Regions from separate parts of the Mus musculus genome. Here region 2 is linked to region 1. A link is a contact called in public Micro-C data. All regions are on one chromosome and are shown on one strand. The core of a region is the stretch at or near the end of the contact, and the rest is flanking DNA. Distances in the headings are between cores, read along the strand shown. Region 1 has its middle 88 kb from the start of Gm31641. Region 2 overlaps Erg (ETS transcription factor).

Region 1 (5,763 bases), core at 1,912-4,411:
AGAGAAGAGGGGAGGGAGGGAGGGAAGGGGGAGGGGGAGAGAAGAGGGGAGGGAGGGAGGGAGGGAAGGGGGAGAGGGAGAGAAGAGAGGAGGGAGGGAGGGAGGGAGGGAAGGGGGAGGGGAGAGAAGAGGGGAAGGAGGGAGGAAAGGGAATGGGGAGACAAGAGGGAAAGAAGAGGTGATGGAGGGAGGGAAGGAGAGGTTATACAGATTAATTTTCAATATTTGTTTCATCATTGGTGTCGTGGTTTTGTTTGTGTGCTCGTTTGTGTTGATGTTTGTGTTGAGAGACAGGGTCTCCGGTAGTCCAGGCTGCCCTTCCAGTTTTCTACGTAGCTAAAGATGATCTTAGCTTCTGATCTTCCTGAGTGCTAGCACCTCAGCGGTGCTCCATCATGCCAGGTGTATGCAGCTATGGGAAAAGAAAACAGTCTTCGACCACACTAGGGAAACACTCTACCAACTGAGCCACGCCCCCAGCCCCTGTATGATCTTTGTTTAGAGCAAGGAAGCTTGGGGGCAGAAACAAAATAAAGGAAGTCCACAAGGGCGTCATCCGCCTCCTCTTGGGATTAAGCAGGAAGGCTTCTCAGGTGCTTCTCCCTTACTCCACAAACCAAGAACGCGAGGCGGAGGGAGGAGAGAAAGGGGGAGAGAAGGGAGAGCTCTGAGGTGAACAAGGCCTAGGATGACCTCAGTGAGCAACGTGGCCTTTGAGCTCGGGAATGTGGGGCCTTTGGTTGGCTGTGACAGAGGAGGGGACTCAAGAGGTCTTCAACAGCAATTGACAGCATTTTGCCTACACTGACCTAAGAGGCCCCAAATCAGGATGCTTCTTTGTCCTGGGGATTGTGGGCACAGGTTGGAGCCACCGAAAATTTACCTTTCCCTGGTGCTGGGGCAGGGGAAGCAAGACAGACAGGACAGGTCGTGGGAGCCCTAGGGTATGCTTGGCCAGGGAGAAAGCAGAGTTCCTGGACAATAATCTGTAGATGTGGATTCTAAAGTCCTGGACTGATGGGCCTGGTATCTGAAACAGGCCCTGCTTAGTAAGCAGCAGGTAGCCTTGAGACCATCCAGGTCTCCTTGCTCCCATGCTCTGATGCTTAGGGGGTTTCTGAAAGCACCCAAGGACAGCTACACCCTGCTGGCACATGTGGAGAGCCTGTGATCCAGGATTTCCCATCTCCTGTGATACAATGCCCAACTTGTGGAGATGATATTATAAAGTGATTTTTAAGAAAATTAATTTTTTTAAAGTCCTAATGATTCTATTTTGAGACAATGAGCTATGCCCCACTGACCTGTAGCTGGGCTTCTTTGTAAACACCCACACAACAAACACATCTGAGAATCTTAGGGTGTTCCATGAAGCTATTACAAGTAGCTTCTAAATTACCCAACGAAGACATGCCAAACTGTAAAGCTACCAAAAGTAAGCTGGTTAGTGGCTCAGCTGCAGTGGCAGGTACATGAAACTCTACCGCCACCTAGTGGTCACACAGGATTTATCCCATTCCAGGACTTGCCACCTGCAGAGAGCAGGGTCTCCCCTCCCCCCATCCCCGTGCGCGCCCCCCCCCCCCGGCCCCCGGGCTGGATCCCTCTAGGTCATACATACACAAAGGCCATCTTTACAAACCTTGGCAATATGTCACAGAGGGTATGCCAGTAAAATGTGCTTAGCAACAGAACAGACCATTAATATCTTTTATACTTGTGTTTCATTTTAAAAAGGAGAGAAAGGGGCACCACAGCAACCCTGGTTCTTCTGTAGAGGGCCTAGGGCAAGGTAATCATAAGGAAGGAAGGAGTGTGAATTCCAGTCCTCTCTCCAAGGCAGCAAGTGAAGTTAGGCTTCAAAGAAATGGCAGGATTTACTGCTCTCTCTCTCTCTCTCTCTCTCTCTCTCTCTCTCTCACACACACACACACACACACACACACACTCTCACACACACACACTCACTCTCTCACACACACTCTCTCTCCACATATATACACAGACACACACATCACAAACACACACATCACAAACACACACCACATACACAGATACACTTACACAGACATACAGACATACACACCACATATAGACACACACACACACACCACACACAGAGACATACACTCACACACATAGATACCGATGCACACACAGACACACACACATACCACATACACAGATACACATACCAGACACACAGACACACACACCACACACAGAGGCACACCACACACACACACACCATGCACACAGAGAGACACAGATACAGACACACACATACCACATACACAGACACACATACCACACACACATACTACACACACAGACACACACACACACCACACAGAGACACACACACACCATGCACACAGAGAGACACAGATACACAAACACACACATACACACACACCACATAAAGACACAAACACACAACAGATGCATAGACATACATAGCAGACACACACACACTGACACATACATCACACACACCACTCAACAGGGATATCCACCTAGGGAAATGTATGTCTGCAGGTTCTAACCCAGCCCTTGAGGGCCAGTCCTCCCCAGGTACCCACTTCTCTGCACCTTGCACTTTCCAGACTTAGAGCATCTCACACCACCCTTTTGGCTAAAGCTGTCTTTTGAAAGCCCTCTCCTCAGAGCTCCAGTAAGACTGCACTGGCGTCCCAGGTCCCAGAGGAAACAATGGATGAAGCTTCTTCCGCTGCAGCTGCAGGGAGGTTTACATTCCAGCCCTTGCTGCCTGGCCTTATCAGGGTGGAAGGAAGGCCCTGGCCTGCCTGTCACACACCCAAGAGCTCTCATGTGGGGGCAGGGCTGCTGAAGACCTTCCTGGCAGGGACACCATGGAGAGATGACAGCTTAGACTCAGCTCACTGCCCCTCTCACAGGGAGGGAGAAACCCTGTCTACTGCGTTTCCCTAGGATTCTATGGAGGAGGCAGGAATTCATCAGCAAAGCCAGAGGTGGAAGGACTTGGGAAACATGGAAAGAGCATCAAAGATTAAGCAGCAGCAGTTGTGAGCACCCTGATGTGGTCAGGAGAGAAAGTCAGACCTTGTTAGCAGAGCTGTGGAGCCTGGGTAAGCCACTGAGTCTCTCTGAATGTGAGGCTTCACCCACACCTGCACAGTGAAGAGAGACAGCTCACCCACATGTCACAGTCCTCACATTGCCCAGTCTATGTCAGCCTTGGGAAAGTGTGAGCTTTCACTAATTGTTCTTTGAAGCCAGCAAGGGAGAGTCCATGTCACCCTACAGTTAAAGGTACTGAGGGAGAGTGAGGCCCTTTGTCCACACATCTCGCTAAAGCCCCTTGAAGCAGGCAGTGGCCCCTCACCTTGGCTCTCTCCACTCCTGAAAAACGTCTTCAAAACATGGTTTAACAAGTTCTCTCTGCGCGTCTACGCACTCCAAGCTCAAGACTTTGGCATCCATTAAGGGCACGGGAAAAGTTTTACAAGGGACACTCTTGTACCCTGCTTTGGGTAAGTGACAGGGCACGGGCTGGGGAAATTCCAGGTGACTTTCCAACACTGCGCATAAAAACCGCTGTTCCAGATATTTTTAAACAACTCCTACAGGATCTAAATCCACCAGCCATTTCTGCCTTCTCTGAATTCTCCTTCCAGTGATCATGGTTACCCATCCCTGTATCATCTGTAAAATCAGCAGACAGGACCTGGCCAAAACATTTATCCATATAGAGGTGAACCAGGTAAATAGATAAAACTCTCACACTGCAATATGATGCAGCGCTAAGAAGGATCTAGAACTTTCCATACATGGATAACATATTACGGAAGGGGGGAAACTATCAGATACCCTGGGCAGGGAAGGTTCTAGATTTCTAGAGTCTTCTAGAATTCTGCTCAAGCTGCTGAGACACCATGATATTAGCCAAGTATGGGTCATTTTTTCCCTATCTGGGAATGTTTGCAGACTTTTTTTGGTTGATATTGGGGAGTCCCCGGTGGCAGGGGGTCAGATGGGAACGAAAGGTGCAGCTGGACACCCTCAAGATGGGCAGAACAGGCCTTCCCCACCCCAGTGAAAGAGTGACTTTCAGCTGAGCGTGTTAATCAAGCGAGGTTGAGAAAAGCCACTCAAACTGAGAGTTTGGGTAACAATCTTGACATTACAAAATAAGCCCCGCCCAAGATGGAAGTTCACAGAGAGGAAATGGAGCTGAGGGGTGGGGAAAGACTGAAGACAGACACTGAGAGCAGGAAGCACCGATGCCCACCATCCAGCCCTGGATTTCCACGGCCTGCTCAAGGAACAACGTCAGGATTCAACGGATGTTCACTGAGTGCCAGAAGTCTCCTGCTCAATTAAGTCACGATAGCCATAAGAGTGTGAATGAATGCAAACACAAGCAATGAAGGAAACAGATCTGGCCACGGGCGTCCCTCCAGCTAGCAAGGTTAATGAGGTGAGGTCAGGGAAGCCTTCCTGGGGCCTCCAGGTTGTACACACCTGCTCTCACCTGCAGGAAGAGCACCCATGCAGCAAAGATGGATGGCTGGGTAAAGACCCTAAGATGTCGCAGACCTTGGGTGTGAGGAATGGAAGGAAGGACTGGAACATGGAGGACTGTGGAGACAGGGAACCCCGGGGCCACAGAGGCCTTGTAACAGAGTGAGTTTATACTCAGTGTGATAGGAAGTTTCCAGAATCAAAAGTCCCTGGCAGCTCCCTGGTGGGAAGGGACAACAGAACTGCCTCCAAGTGAACCTGTGACAGTCCCTGTGTATGAAAACAACAAGGGCCTGGGATAGGGCTCTTTACAAGGTCTGACTGCCACCATAGCCACAGAGTCCACGTAACATGGCCACCAAGACCCAAGATCAGATCCCCCATCTGCTCCGAGGGTTACTCTCCGGGTGCCAGGGCAAGAGAGTGCTTTTGATCTCCAGCCCCAGGAACTTGTTTTCAAGTGGCACTTTATCTCCAACCACAGGGAACAGGGCACAGGACTCCCCCAGTTACTCAAGTGTTTGCTTCTGAAACAGCCATGAAGTTGTTGCTCTGCTTACCAGAAGTCCCCTCATCTTGGGAGGAGAATGCTTTTGTGCAGAGTGAACCATGCATAGAGACACACGGCGGAGCACGAGGAGTGTGTACTGCACAGATGAGGTAGATACCAGGAGTGTCTGAGCATCAGACAGGCCTGTATCCCTTCCCAACAAAGAGCACTGGGCCTCAAATGTCCACCAGGGAGGTTGGGAAATGCTGTGCACATTTGGTTTCAACAACGACCCTGCTGTTACATCAAATGAGCCCAGGACTGACGCCCACAGGGAGGAAACGGAGGCGAGAGGTGAGGAAAGAGGATGAAGACATCGTGGAGGCCCAGGCATCTGTGTTCAGTCCAGCCTTGGATGTCATGGGGGCACAGAGGGACCCAAGCTCCCAGTACAAAGTGTGCAACTCAGCACCAAGTGTGCAACTGCTGCAGAGCTGGGCCTCCATGATCCTGCTTTCTTTCTCTTTAGAATTACCAAACAAAACACAAGGTTTTTAAACTGTTTTCATACATGTGTGTCACTGCGCTTTGCTCATATGTGTGTGTCACTGCACTTTGCTCACATGTGTGTCACTGCACTTTGCTCACATGTGTGTCACTGCGCTTTGTCACTGTGCTTTGCTTATGTGTGTGACACTGTACTTTGCTCACATGCATGACACTACTTTGCTCACGTGTGTCCTTACACATTGCTCACATCCATCCCG
Region 2 (6,482 bases), core at 1,122-3,621, 140 kb after region 1:
CAGAGATAAGTGTGAATATGTGGTGCTGTCCTGAACCATGCTGGGAGTTACACAGCATGGCCCTCCTTCCTAAGGTTCCTATTTACATATACTAACTATGCATTACAATGGGTGCATATCATCATGACACTTCACATGCATACACACATGACGATCAGATTCACCCCACCCTTGTTCCCTTCCACGCCCTTAACCCTTTCCTCTTCCTAGCCAGTTCCCCACTTTTATTTTCACATCATGTGTGTGTGTGTTGTGTGTATTTTTTAATGTGTAAGTGTGCACGTGTGTGTGTGAGTTTGTATAAGTGTGTATGTTTGGGTGTGAGTGTGTAGGTTATGTTTGTATGTGTATAGTTGTGTTTATGTGTGAGTGTATGTAAATGTGGTGTGTGTGAGTATGTGTGAGTGTGTGTTATGTGTGTTTATATGTGTGAGTGGGTGTAAGTGGGTATGTTTGTGTGTGAGTGTGGTCTGTGTATGTGTTTGTATGTGTCTGTGTGTATGAGTGTGAGTGTGTATGTGTGTGTTTGCATGTGTGTTTGTGTGTGAGTGTGTGTGTTTGAGTATATGTGTATGTGGTGTGTGTGTGTGAGTGTGTGAGTATGTGTGACTGAGGTTCACTAGACTTGTTTAATGGAACATTTGTTTATAGGAATGTGTTCTGCTCATCAGTGGTTACACCACTGAAGAAAACTGCTCTCTGCTCTGTTCCTTCCAGGGCTGTGAGGGAGAATCTGCGGATTTCTTCCCATCCTGGGCCTTCCCTGTCTTGCAGAAGCATAGCCCAGTGTCTGCCCTCTCACCTTCTACTGTGAGCTTCTGCCTCTAAATATCCCCTTTATAAAGACCTCAGCCATCCTGGATCAGGGCCCAGCATGCTACATCCGCAATAAACCCAGTTCCAAAGGATGTCACAAACTGAGGTACTTGGAGATTAGAACATCACAGTGAGAATTTTATGGGAACACACTGAACGCAGAAATGCATATATTATTATACCGGGTGCTATAAAAGGTCTTTGTAAAAAATGATTATTGGGATTTGGTATAATTAGGATATAAATATTATCCACAAAACAATTAGCAAACTTTGGCTTAGAGCATCATAACACTATTACTAGAAAATGTACTCTAACTTTGCATTCTGTTGCCAGAGAAAATTGTAAGTCTAGAAATGTTCAGATAAAAAAAAAAAGAGAGAAAGTCACAGTCGACCTTCCAAGTCACATCCTCCCAGACCTGGTGCTCAGTTTGATTGCAAACAGCCACATGAGGAACCCTCACAGTCACGTCCACTGTGGTATCACACACCCTCACAGTCACGTCCACTGTGGTATCACACACCCTCACAGTCACGTCCACTGTGGGATCACACACCCTCACAGTCACGTCCACTGTGGGATCACACACCCTCACAGTCACGTCCACTGTGGGATCACACACCCTCACAGTCACGTCCACTGTGGAATCAATCACACACCCTCACAGTCACGTCCACTGTGATATCACACACCCTCACAGTCACGTCCACTGTGGGATCAATCACACACCCTAACAGCGAGATCCACTGTGGGATCACACACCCTCACAGTCATGTCCACTGTGGGATCAATCACACACCCTAACGGCGAGATCCACTGTGGGATCACACACCCTCACAGTCATGTCCACTGTGGAATCAATCACACACCTTAACAGTGAGATCCATTGTGATATCACACACCCTCACAGTCACGTCCACTGTGGAATCAATCACACACCCTAACAGCGAGATCCACTGTGGGATCACACACCCTCATAGTCACATCCATAGTGGAATCACACACCCTCACAGTGACATCCACTGGGGGATCACACACCCTAACAGTTACATCCACTGTGGGATCACACACCCTCAGGGTGAACAGTGGTCTCTTCTTTTCCTTTTGAAAATTGTCACCATCACTCACCCTCTGGCTGTATTTCCCTGCAACCCAGACAGCTTTCTTTATTATTTTAGTAGATGCTTGGAGATCTCTTTTTCAGCCAGGCCAAGGATTCTTCCTTCAGTGACTTGCACTCTGACCTCTGCCCCTTTTTTCTAGTGTGCTCTGCCTAGAATGTGTTTATATACACACTCACACGCACTCAGGAACAGACACAGGACTTTTGCCCTCATTTCCTTCAACTGCTAACTCAACGTCAGCTTACCGATGAAATCTAGAAGACTCCTCTGATGTAAAACCCCTTCCCAGAATGCACTTCTCTATGCTCTCATTTATTCTTTATCTCACACCATGCACGCAGCTTCATCTTAGTTACCCCAGCGATGGTTTCCTCAGCTAAAATACAGACTCTCAGCAACAGGCATTTACTTATTTACTTCATTCATAGCCTGCACCATAGTCAAGAACAGAGCTTATACCACCTCCTTCATAGCAGAAAATTGCTTCACACTGGATATCCCAAGATGTAGAACAGATCTTTTTAGATATCTCTAACTACTTAGAAAATTGATCGTAAAAAGAATGCTAAGTCATAGGACACAAGGCATATAGAATTTGTGGCACCAGATATGAGACACTGAGATATGGAGCCTAAGTTGCTATCAGATAACTGTGTCCAGACCACAATAAGCTAACGGTTTGATAACAGTACCAAAATGCACCCTAGAGCCTTCTGTGTCTTCTATCAGTCACCTGGTGCCAACCACTCCGAAATCTGGAACTGACTTCTGAAACAACCAACGAGCATGGCCATAGAATCTACTTCCCATCCTTGAAGCAAATTTTTGCCCACTAGCTTATGTTCAAGTCACCCTCCAGGATGACTTCAAAGGGGTCAAAGGGCCTTTGCTTATCTCCTATGTACAGAATCCAGTGTCTTCAGCCAAGATCCAGATTTTGGTTCACCCCACATGCATATCTCTACCTTAGGTTTAAGAAATAGGTTACTTGTGGACAATTAGTAAGATACGCATTGTGACTAAAAGTTTTAGTGAACTGTTTAGTCATCTTGTCTTAATATTTGTTACATATACGTACACATGCATGGATAGAAATACTCTAGATTAATGAATTTGTTCATAGTTCCTGGTGTACTGGAGTATTTCTTGTCCCTACACTTACACAAGACCATGTGTGTTCTGGCTCCTGACCTATGGACTTCCAGGTACCTACAGGACAATGATCAACCTGCAAATTCTTCTCATGGGAAATGTTCTGGAAGTCCAGTGCTGATGGGACAGAGCCACATGATGTCACAGGGTGGCAGAGATTGTCATCTGGGAGCATGAGGGCCTCTGGCAGCACCTGACACACAACCTTAACTGACTAAGATGCTGGCTGTAGAGTTGATATCAGATCATAGCCTCCCTCGCATGCACGAGACCTCAGAACACCACTCGGAGGGTGACCAACGTTTCCTTGTCTGATCAGGAAGAGCATTTTGGCGTGCGCCCTTCTGTAACTCTCTCTAAACAAAGACTCACTTTTACCTCCACAAGATGCTGTACTAAGCAAGACACTTTCATTTTAAGTAGCGTGTTAAACTGAGTAAGAAGGTTATCATTAAAAGCTTTTCTTTAAATGTCTGTGAACTGTGTGTACTTTCTATTTGTGTGTGTTTGTGTGTGCCTGTGTCTGAGCTGCAGGCCAACCTCAGCTACCATTCCTCAGAAGCTGTCGACCTGATTTCCTTAAGGCAAGTTCCCTCTCCGCTTTAGAACTTGCCCAGTAAGCGAGGCTGGTTAACAAGCGAACCTCAATAATCTGCCTGTCTCCACCTCCCCATTCTAGGGTTGCAGGTGTGCACAGTGATGCTCTGCTCTTTCATGTGGATCCTGGGGTGAAATCAGGCCACTGTGGCAGCAGAGCAGCCGCTGTACTGACTGAGCCATTACCCTGGTGTCCTGGACAAGCATTCATATAGTAACACACAAATCCAGTGACGTTTTCAGGAAAGCCTCTCTCTCTCACTCAGGAAAACAGCAGAGAGGGCAGCCGTGGACTCCTGAGCTCCAGTGGGGATCACAGCTTCAGAAACTCCGTACACCTACGCCATTGTGCTTAAACACACTGCTTGCTGTTTGGTTTCAGTCGTTGTCTTCTTGTCCTCCTTAGTGGAAATGATAACATTGTTTTAGGTGATACTTGATGATGAGAGGGAGACTCGGCAGTCTCCAGGGAGAAGCCTCCAGACAGCTTTTCCCGTCCCTAAACACATGAGCAATATACCAATGGAGTCAGTAGGCACTGTCTGTCTGTCTGTCTGTCTGTCTGTCTGTCTGTCTAAGTATGTGTCTATCTGTCTGTCTCTTTCTGTGGCTCTGTGGTTCTCTGTCTCTCTCTGTGGCTCTGTCTCTCTCTGTCTCTCTGTGTGTAGCTCTGTCTCTGTCTCTGTGTATGTGTGGCTCTGTCTCACTCTATCTCTGTCTCTGTGCATGTGACTCTGTCTCTCTCTGTCTCTGTGTTTGTGTGTATGTCTGTCTCTCTCTGTCTCTCCGTTTCCATCTCTGTCTCTCTCACTGCATGTCTCTCTCTTCTCTCCCTCCCTCTCAATGTGTGCATAACAATAATTAAAGAACAAGAGGTTATGAATTTGAGTCAGAGTAGGAGGACATGGGAGGAGTTAGAGGAAACAAAACGGAGTTGAAATGATGTAAACACTGCACTAATGTTGAAATTCTCAAAAAACATCTTTAGTTTTTTAAAAAGTGACTGGCCGTGGGAACAAGCCCATGAAAGAATGGCCAGAATGCAGTCTTTTAAGACAGTCCTGCTCTGCAGCCTAGGCTGGCTTTGAGCTTGTGGTCCTCTTGCCTCATCCCCCAAGTGCTGGGATTATAGCCCTGCCTGGCCAAGACTTTCTATAACTGTGGTGGAAGCAGAAGATGGGCTCAGCTTTTGTCTCTCTCCAACAAAGACAAGCAGAGACAGAGTTTCTGAACACAGGTCGCTCACAGCTAGGGCCATCAGGAAAGGAAGTGCTGGTCCTCACACATCTGGTGACCACTGGTGCCGAGTCCATACCAGAAGAGGAGTAAGACGCCATCATTCTCCGTGCCCCTCCCCCAGTGGAGATAATCAGAAACAGCTCTAATACAAGGGGCAACATGATGCCTTTGCTAGGTAAGATACACACGTGACAACAGCTCACATGTGGCCACATATCTTCCCAGGATAACCCCCACACTTACCCAGTGGGATCATGAGGAAGACCAAAATCATTGCTTAAAGCAAAGCTTGATTGCTCTCTGATATTTGGGAGAAGGTTCTATGTATAAAAGGACTCCAACTTCCAGATGTGTTCAACGTAACCTCTGAATGACTCTACTGGAACACACAAATCCTCAGTGGCAGGAAAACTTTTTATGTGTTTTACTTGAGATAGCGTTGCCTATAGTAGAGGCTGGCCCTGAACTCACAAGTAGACAAGGATGGCCTTGAATCCCTAATTCTTCTACATCCACCTCCCAGGTTCTGGGATTACAGGCACATGCCACCATGTATGGTTGGGGCAGTGCTAGCAATCGAACCTAGGAATTTCTATGTGCTCTGCAAGCTCTCAAGCAACTGAGCCACATCCACAGCTCCAGAAAGTTTCATTTAATACTAACTCACTTTGGAAATGTAAGTGTTAATTGTGTAATAAATCTGAATTAGATCCACTGAAGAAATGGCTCTTTTCTATGGAGAACAGGGACAAGCAAATCTCAAGAGATTAAAAGTCGTGTTCTTGTGGTCTTGTTTATAAATCTGATTTGAATTCAATTTAAAGAAGAAAAAAAAAACAGAGCACAGGGACATAGCAGGAATGAACAGAGATTCGGAAATGTTTGTGCAGCTCTACAGCTGAGAGACCTCGGGACAGCCCATGTTTCCAATTACCCACTGAGACTCTGTGCTCCTCGAGAGACACGCAGACAGCACCCAGCATGCTAACCAGAGCCTGGGGAGAGAGCAGTACAAAGCCTGTCTTTCCACAAAAACAACTATCTGATAATTCAGTTCACCTCAAAAAAAGGAACCTAGATAAATAAGAATTGTTATTATCAAGTGACCTCGCTCTTGCTCTTCACACAAAGCCTCACTGTGCTGGTGTAAGTGTTCACACTTAGCTGGTTGTGCTGGTGTGTAAGTGCTCACACTCAGCATTTTCCTCGTAGCTCTCCAGGAGGTCAGAAGTTGACCAGGAGATCTACAATATGTCAGCTTCCCATTATTCACAGGCTCAGACGGACAAGCAGTGATAATCGGGCACAGGGAGTGTTTGACATGATAAATGGCGTTGAGATTCGATGGTGCTAATTTCTGGCTTCTACACACACACACACACACACACACACACACACACACACACACACACACGCCAGGCTAGTCTGCATGCTGCATGTAAGAACATTAACAATCAAAGGTACTGAGTTCAGTCAGGGAGAAATGGATCTGGGTGCTTCTCTCTCCACCTTTGAAAAGTAACCTCGGAGGTTGAGAGTCAAGCTTACTTT

What was found. A called contact is a pair of places that touch in the nucleus more often than the background predicts.
Region 2: a Micro-C map of the G1E-ER4 cell line shows a contact between it and region 1, with 2.4 times the contacts expected there. The contact joins two enhancer-like sites. A contact is called at or near these places in 1 of 15 datasets of contacts at CTCF or cohesin (large pre-B cells) and 3 of 484 Hi-C or Micro-C datasets (the G1E-ER4 cell line, nephron progenitors and palatal mesenchyme).

Annotation. Positions count from the first base shown.
Region 1 is chr16:95,344,595-95,350,357 of GRCm38.p6, forward strand. No RefSeq gene overlaps it. Among named protein-coding and RNA genes, the nearest start is that of Gm31641, 88 kb to the left of the region's middle. Within about 2 kb of position 3,162, at least 49 of the 459 cell types and tissues checked have an H3K27ac peak or open chromatin away from gene starts, as enhancers often do. A contact at or near this core is called in the G1E-ER4 cell line, where this site is marked.
Region 2 is chr16:95,485,555-95,492,036 of GRCm38.p6, forward strand. All of the region lies in intron 2 of Erg (ETS transcription factor), which reads right to left. Among named protein-coding and RNA genes, the nearest start is that of Erg, 42 kb to the right of the region's middle. Within about 2 kb of position 2,372, at least 10 of the 459 cell types and tissues checked have an H3K27ac peak or open chromatin away from gene starts, as enhancers often do. A contact at or near this core is called in the G1E-ER4 cell line, where this site is marked.